Linked DNA regions of Zea mays: region 1 is linked to region 2. Evidence: chromatin contacts called from public Hi-C data. All regions are on one chromosome and are shown on one strand. The core of a region is the stretch at or near the end of the contact, and the rest is flanking DNA. Distances in the headings are between cores, read along the strand shown.

Evidence for each region. A called contact is a pair of places that touch in the nucleus more often than the background predicts.
Region 1: a Hi-C map of tassel shows a contact between it and region 2, with 3 times the contacts expected there. The contact joins the promoter of LOC100193144 here to the promoter of LOC103650814 in region 2. A contact is called at or near these places in 2 of 25 Hi-C or Micro-C datasets (leaf and tassel).

Annotation. Positions count from the first base shown.
Region 1 is chr3:158,659,968-158,662,820 of Zm-B73-REFERENCE-NAM-5.0, reverse strand. It overlaps LOC100193144, which reads right to left and starts at 1,433. Exons shown (of 4, transcript NM_001138302.2): 1 at 692-1,433. The coding sequence starts at 1,342.
Region 2 is chr3:158,361,305-158,364,139 of Zm-B73-REFERENCE-NAM-5.0, reverse strand. It overlaps LOC103650814 (unconventional prefoldin RPB5 interactor), which reads left to right and starts at 1,410. Exons shown (of 11, transcript XM_008676390.4): 1 at 1,410-2,064; 2 at 2,703-2,762. The coding sequence starts at 1,861.

The DNA of each region.
Region 1 (2,853 bases), core at 184-2,683, 300 kb before region 2:
GAAAGAAAGAAAGAAAGAAAGAAAGAAAAACATCATTATTTTCCAAGCTATGGGTTGATGGGTCGCTTTCGACAACATCTTGTGCATGGCCCTGTTAATTTCAACCACTGAATCAGGGCGTGCCTCAGAATATTTAGAAAACAAAAAGTAATAAGAAATGACAAATCCCATGGCAACAAATTAATGCATGACTGGAAATTTCCGTAGCTGGACAGTAAAGCAATCATTTACAAGGAGCTAAAAACAGATTTCACTTCGTATTAAAATAAGGAGTTACATGATCGAATTTTACAAGCCTAGAGTAAGGAGTAATCAAAAGAATATGGCTTTTGCATATGATTTGCCATGGAAAAGAGGCTGCTTCGACGTGCTAAGCTAACTGTTCTTTTGTGTTCTTAGGATGTGACCGCCCACTGAATCCACCCCTGCACGTAGGAGTACCATAGATCTACCAAAAGATGTAGCTTTTGGATCTAAACATGGACAATTCAAGAATTCAACACCGAAATTCACAAATGCTGAAGTGAAAAATATATTCGTAGGATAGAATCCTACTCACCACCATTATAGATAAATAAAAAAACTCAGCATATATAGGCAAAGCATAATACTCTATATGTAACTATACACTAATAAGCACAGATGGGAAACACGACGAATAGGAGATGAATGGACGAGGCTGGTTGATCACCTTGCTGATCTTCGGCACCACCGAGCGCAGCATGTAGAGGCGGTCATTGAGCTTCTTGCGACGCCGGCGCTCCGCCATGAGGTTCTTGGCCGGCATCCCTTTCTTCTTGCCTCTCCCGCTGCCACCGCCGGCGCCACTTGCCCCCGCCACCGCGCCCGCAGCATTCTCCATGGAGGCCGAGATGGCCATCGAGGAGGCGTCGACGCTTTGGTCGATCTCGTCCTCGTCGTCCCAGCTCATCCCGGCGTCGTTGAAGTCCGAGGCCGGCAGCGGCGCAAAGAACCCACCTTTCTGCCCCTGCTGCTGAGGCGCCGCCGCCGCCGGCACCGGCGGGGGAGCGCCGAGGAAGTGGCCGGCGTCGTCGAAGGGGTTGATGCAGCTGAAGTCGTGGAAGGCGGACAGCGAGGAGCCGGCGGTGGCCGCGGCCGCGGAGGAGGGAGGGAAGGTGCCGTTGAAGTCGAAGAGCGCCGCGGGGTCCATGGAGAGGAGCAACGACGCGGAGGTCGGCGTGGATAGGACGTCTCTGGAGAAGGGGAACGCCGGGTAGGAGCCGGAGCCCATCCCGTCGGAGCCCAGGTAGCCCCAGTCCCCCGCCGCCCCTCCCTCTCCCGTGATCTCGTCCACCAGCTTCACCTCCGCCGAGTCGTCCATGGCTACCGCCACGGCCGTCCGCTCCTTGCCGATCTCCTCCTCACTTATCCTGGTTCACTGGCAACTCTCTCTCTCTCCCTTCTCTCAACCCAGAGTGCCGTGGCCCTGGTTGCGCCTCTTATAGGCGGTGCCGCGGAGGAGAGAGGAGGTGTAGTAGAAGACACTAGGCAGAGATAGAGAGAGAAAGAAAGAAAGAAGTTTACGTTACCGTACTGAACTTTGCGTTTTTTTCTAAGGCATAGGGAGGAAGCTTCCTCGCCTTGAACGAAGGCTTGCTGCCTTGCTCCTCATGCAAACGGCTCTGGCTCCTAAGTCATCTTTCAAATCACGACGTAATGCAATTTTGGACATGTTTAGGATAGCTTTTTTAAGAGTTTTTATGAAAAACTAGATTTCTGAATAATATAGCTGTTACCAGGATCTGGACATTGTAGGACTTGCGAAGAAAGATGAAGAGGTGTGCGGATTTAGGTTTTAGGAAGAGGCGGATTCCTCCGTCCGACGACTCGGCAAATTATGAATTCACGTTGATTTGAACGCTTTTCACACAAACAATTCTCATATAAATGTTTGGCGGCTAGAATCTGGCCAAAAACCAAGACAAATATATCCTTTGTCCTATTCACCACTTCTAGAAAAAGACATAATAAAAATTATATTACCTCTAAAAAGGAATAAGTTTATCAAGCTTTACCTTTTTTTTTTAAAAAAAAAGCTATGGAGTTATTTGGAGCACAAAGTTTTACAAACTACTATACTTACATGAAGCGGCATTTGTCGGATCTGATGCAAATGGCGTGCCATATTGACATGCTGTGCGCGTGCAACAAAAACTGTTGCAACAACTAAGATGCAGATGAGGACCCACTCAGGGGTGATGTGGAACCCATCATCATGCATGTACCAGAGCCCAAGGTTGCACGCCGCTTGGAATGAAGTGTTGTTGCGGTTGCGACGAACGAGTAGGTTGGCATTTGGAGGATGTGCTTGTTTGTCAGGGCCAGCCGACGGCCGTGTCTCTCTTTGCTATCGATTTCTGCTAAATTTATTTGGCAGTGTCATTGTAGGTGCACCGTATGCCAAATAAAGACGCTTTCGATATACTACACAACTTTGGAAGCCCATGAGCAAAGGAGAACAAATGTCGGTCAGTGTCGGTGGTTTTCTTGCGGCTATTGTTGCTGGTTTGCTTTAGTGCTAATGATCACCTAATATGATCTATCAAGTACTTATCTAGATATGTATGCTTATTAAGATTTGTCACAAATATGATATTGTACAACATCAAGTACCTAAACCTCACATCAGAGCTAAGTAGCAAGTACCTTATTTTCTTCTTCCTCACACCCATATTGTTCATTGAATCCTAAACCTCATGCACCATTGTTTGATCTCTCCACCCCGGCCCATCCTACTTCCCCGACACATTCTTTTCATCCTAGCAAATATACCAAGTGAATTTAGAAACATGCATGAGCCAAAAGTTGTGTTTTTGTAGCTCACTAAGCTCA
Region 2 (2,835 bases), core at 161-2,660:
AAAATATCACTACAGCTGAGCCACAAAAACTACAACTATGAATCAATTTCAGGAAAGTGTAGATCCAAACTTAAAACAAAAAATTCGTACAAAGGCATCTCTATATTGTATCTTCACTCAATATCTACTCATGTGGAGTCTATAAAAAATTGTACTTTGGATTATCTATACAAAAAATTTGTACAAAGGCATATCATATTGTATCTTCACTCAATATCTACTCATGTGGAGTCTATAAAAAAATTGTACTTTGGGTTATCTATAAATGAGTTATAGATTTTAAAACTATTTAACAAACATAAACCTAGATAAATATATAACTCAGTCATATATGATGAGCACGAAAGTTTTACTATAGCTCAAACATGCATTGTTTCACCCACACCCTAAAAATTTCACTACAATCATATCATAGAAAACACAACTATGAATTAATTATAAAAAACATATATAAACAAAAACTTGTTTATTAAAGTATAACTAGTCAGTCACCTGTGTATTGTCATGGTTTTTATATATCATATGAGCAGACTTTGTTTTAATAAAACACAAAAATATGTGTTCTATTGGTTAGGTGAGTGTGAATGTGTAGCTAATAGCTAAGATTCAAACCTCGAATTTATGCATAATTTACTTTATTTTTGCATTGAGCGGGAAGGAGATCCGTGACGCAGGACGACCGTTGAAACTGGTGTTTTATATAGTAGAGATAAGTTTTACGCGCAAGGCTTTCAATGCATGGTGGAAACTGGTGATCTAAGTAGAGATAAGTGTAAGGGTTCTTTTGCAAAATCAACAATCGTAAGAACCGTTGAACCATGTAAACTAGTATTTTAATATTGAAGACATATGTCATATGTTCATTATGCATATTCTACTCGGTAAGGCTAACATAATTAATTTTTCCATTTTATTTCTGTGATATATTATGATTTTTATAAATTCTGACAAACCAAACATAAAAGAAGAAGAAAAACCACTGAGAGAAACATCCACGATTTTGATAGATGAGAGAAGAACTATTTTTGGTCTTATAATTTCTAGTATCTTGGATCCTTTGGAAGCATCACAATGCTTGTGTTTTTATGAGGTTTTTCCTAATATTTCCAAGCTCTTTTTAGACCTTAAAGGTGAGGCTAGTTTATAATGTATGGCTGGTGAGGTGAAGGTGTTGGAGTTGTAGCCTTTTTAGAGTTTTTGGGTTTTGGTGTCTGTTTGTGCCTGCCTTGGTGCAGTTTGTACTTACTTATTTTTAGGCTTCTTTTCTTTTTAATATAATGATTTACATCTCTGTTTGAGAAAAAAAACTTAGAAAAACTGACTTTTTTGGATAGTTGAGAAACACAAAATAAACTTTTTTTTTGTTACCCCCTCCCTCCTCCGCTCCTCGTGCGGTCTGCCGGCCTTGCACGTTGCGTCCCAGCGCCCTAGGTTGGGCCATCGAGACGTTATTGGGCTGCAAAAAAAAAATATTGAGCTGGGCCGCTGGTGCGTACTGGCACCGGGGTTGTCCGGCGGAGCTCCCACTCCGCCACCGCCGCCTCCCGTTTGTTCTCAAGATTCTCTCCCGCCACCGCTCCGAGTCCCAACCTCCATCGACGGGGAGGCGTCCTCCATCCGGGCCGGTTAGATTCATCGCTTTGTAGCTGGTCCTCGTCGTTTCCCTCTGCTGTGGTGGGAGAAGCGACTCGCGCGCGCGATCGGCCAACAAATTAAGCACGGGGCAGGGCCGTACGCAGGAGGCGAGCTCTAGGGCTCTCCGGGGAGAAGGTTGCCAGGCACGCCAGGTGAACGCCGTACTGAGTTTGCAGTCCGGGACGTAGCGCGTTCTCTGGTCGGGAGGTGGGGAAGCGGAGAGCGATGGCTGCGCCGAGGAAGGGGACGGCGACGCCACTGGGCGCCGTATTCTCGCCAGAGGAGACGAAGAGGGCCGTGGCGAGGGTGGCCGAGTCCATCGCTGGCCGCCGCGCCGAGCTCGGGCACCTACTGGGCTTCGTCGCCGACAACGCGGCCCTCGTCTCCCTCGTCAACAGGCTCCCAGTCGAACTCTCCCACGAAATCATGGTCCTTACCTTCTATACCTCAAGTATGAACTAGCAGCTATCTGTGTCTTCTTCTACAAAAATGGTACTTCACCTGCTATTTTCAATTTCCTCATTTTTTGGTGACTGAAGTCCGTGGGGAATAATTGGTATTTTGCCACTCAGATCATTGCCTCCTTAATTTTCTGTCTATGATTAGTGAGTCCATTTGTGTCTATGATTTGTAGGTCTGATGACAAATTTTCGAGACCCACTAACAATAATGGCAAAATAGCAAATCTCTCAGTTTGGTAGCACGAAAACTGAAGTATGTACCTAGTTACTGGTACTAGTAATTTGTCTCTTGTCGTCCGCTTTTAGGCTGTCTTTAGTGGATCGTGTAAAATAGGGGGCACGACATTGAGTGAAGCTTGAAATATGGGATGAGATAGGAGAGTTGCTGGAGACAGCCTTAGGCATTGGGCGTATTGTAGCTATACATAATAACTAATTAGTTCAATGACTAGATTTACATTCTCAATTGATTTCAGAGCTTGAGGGGATTCCTTTTGTTGTTCTGTAGGGAAATATAGATCTCTTAATTTCAACCTTGTGTGCTTTACTGCTTTAAATATTTTTCAACAAGATTTTTTTGTCTCATAAAAGAACTATGCATTGTAGGTCCCCTTTGGTGGTGCTGCATTTTTCCCAGGGCGTTTAATACACACAAATGAACTCTTGGTATGGTTTCCACCATGGAGCACTTTTGTTTTTCAGTCTATGTTGTCCCAACAATTTCTTGCTCATGATTTGC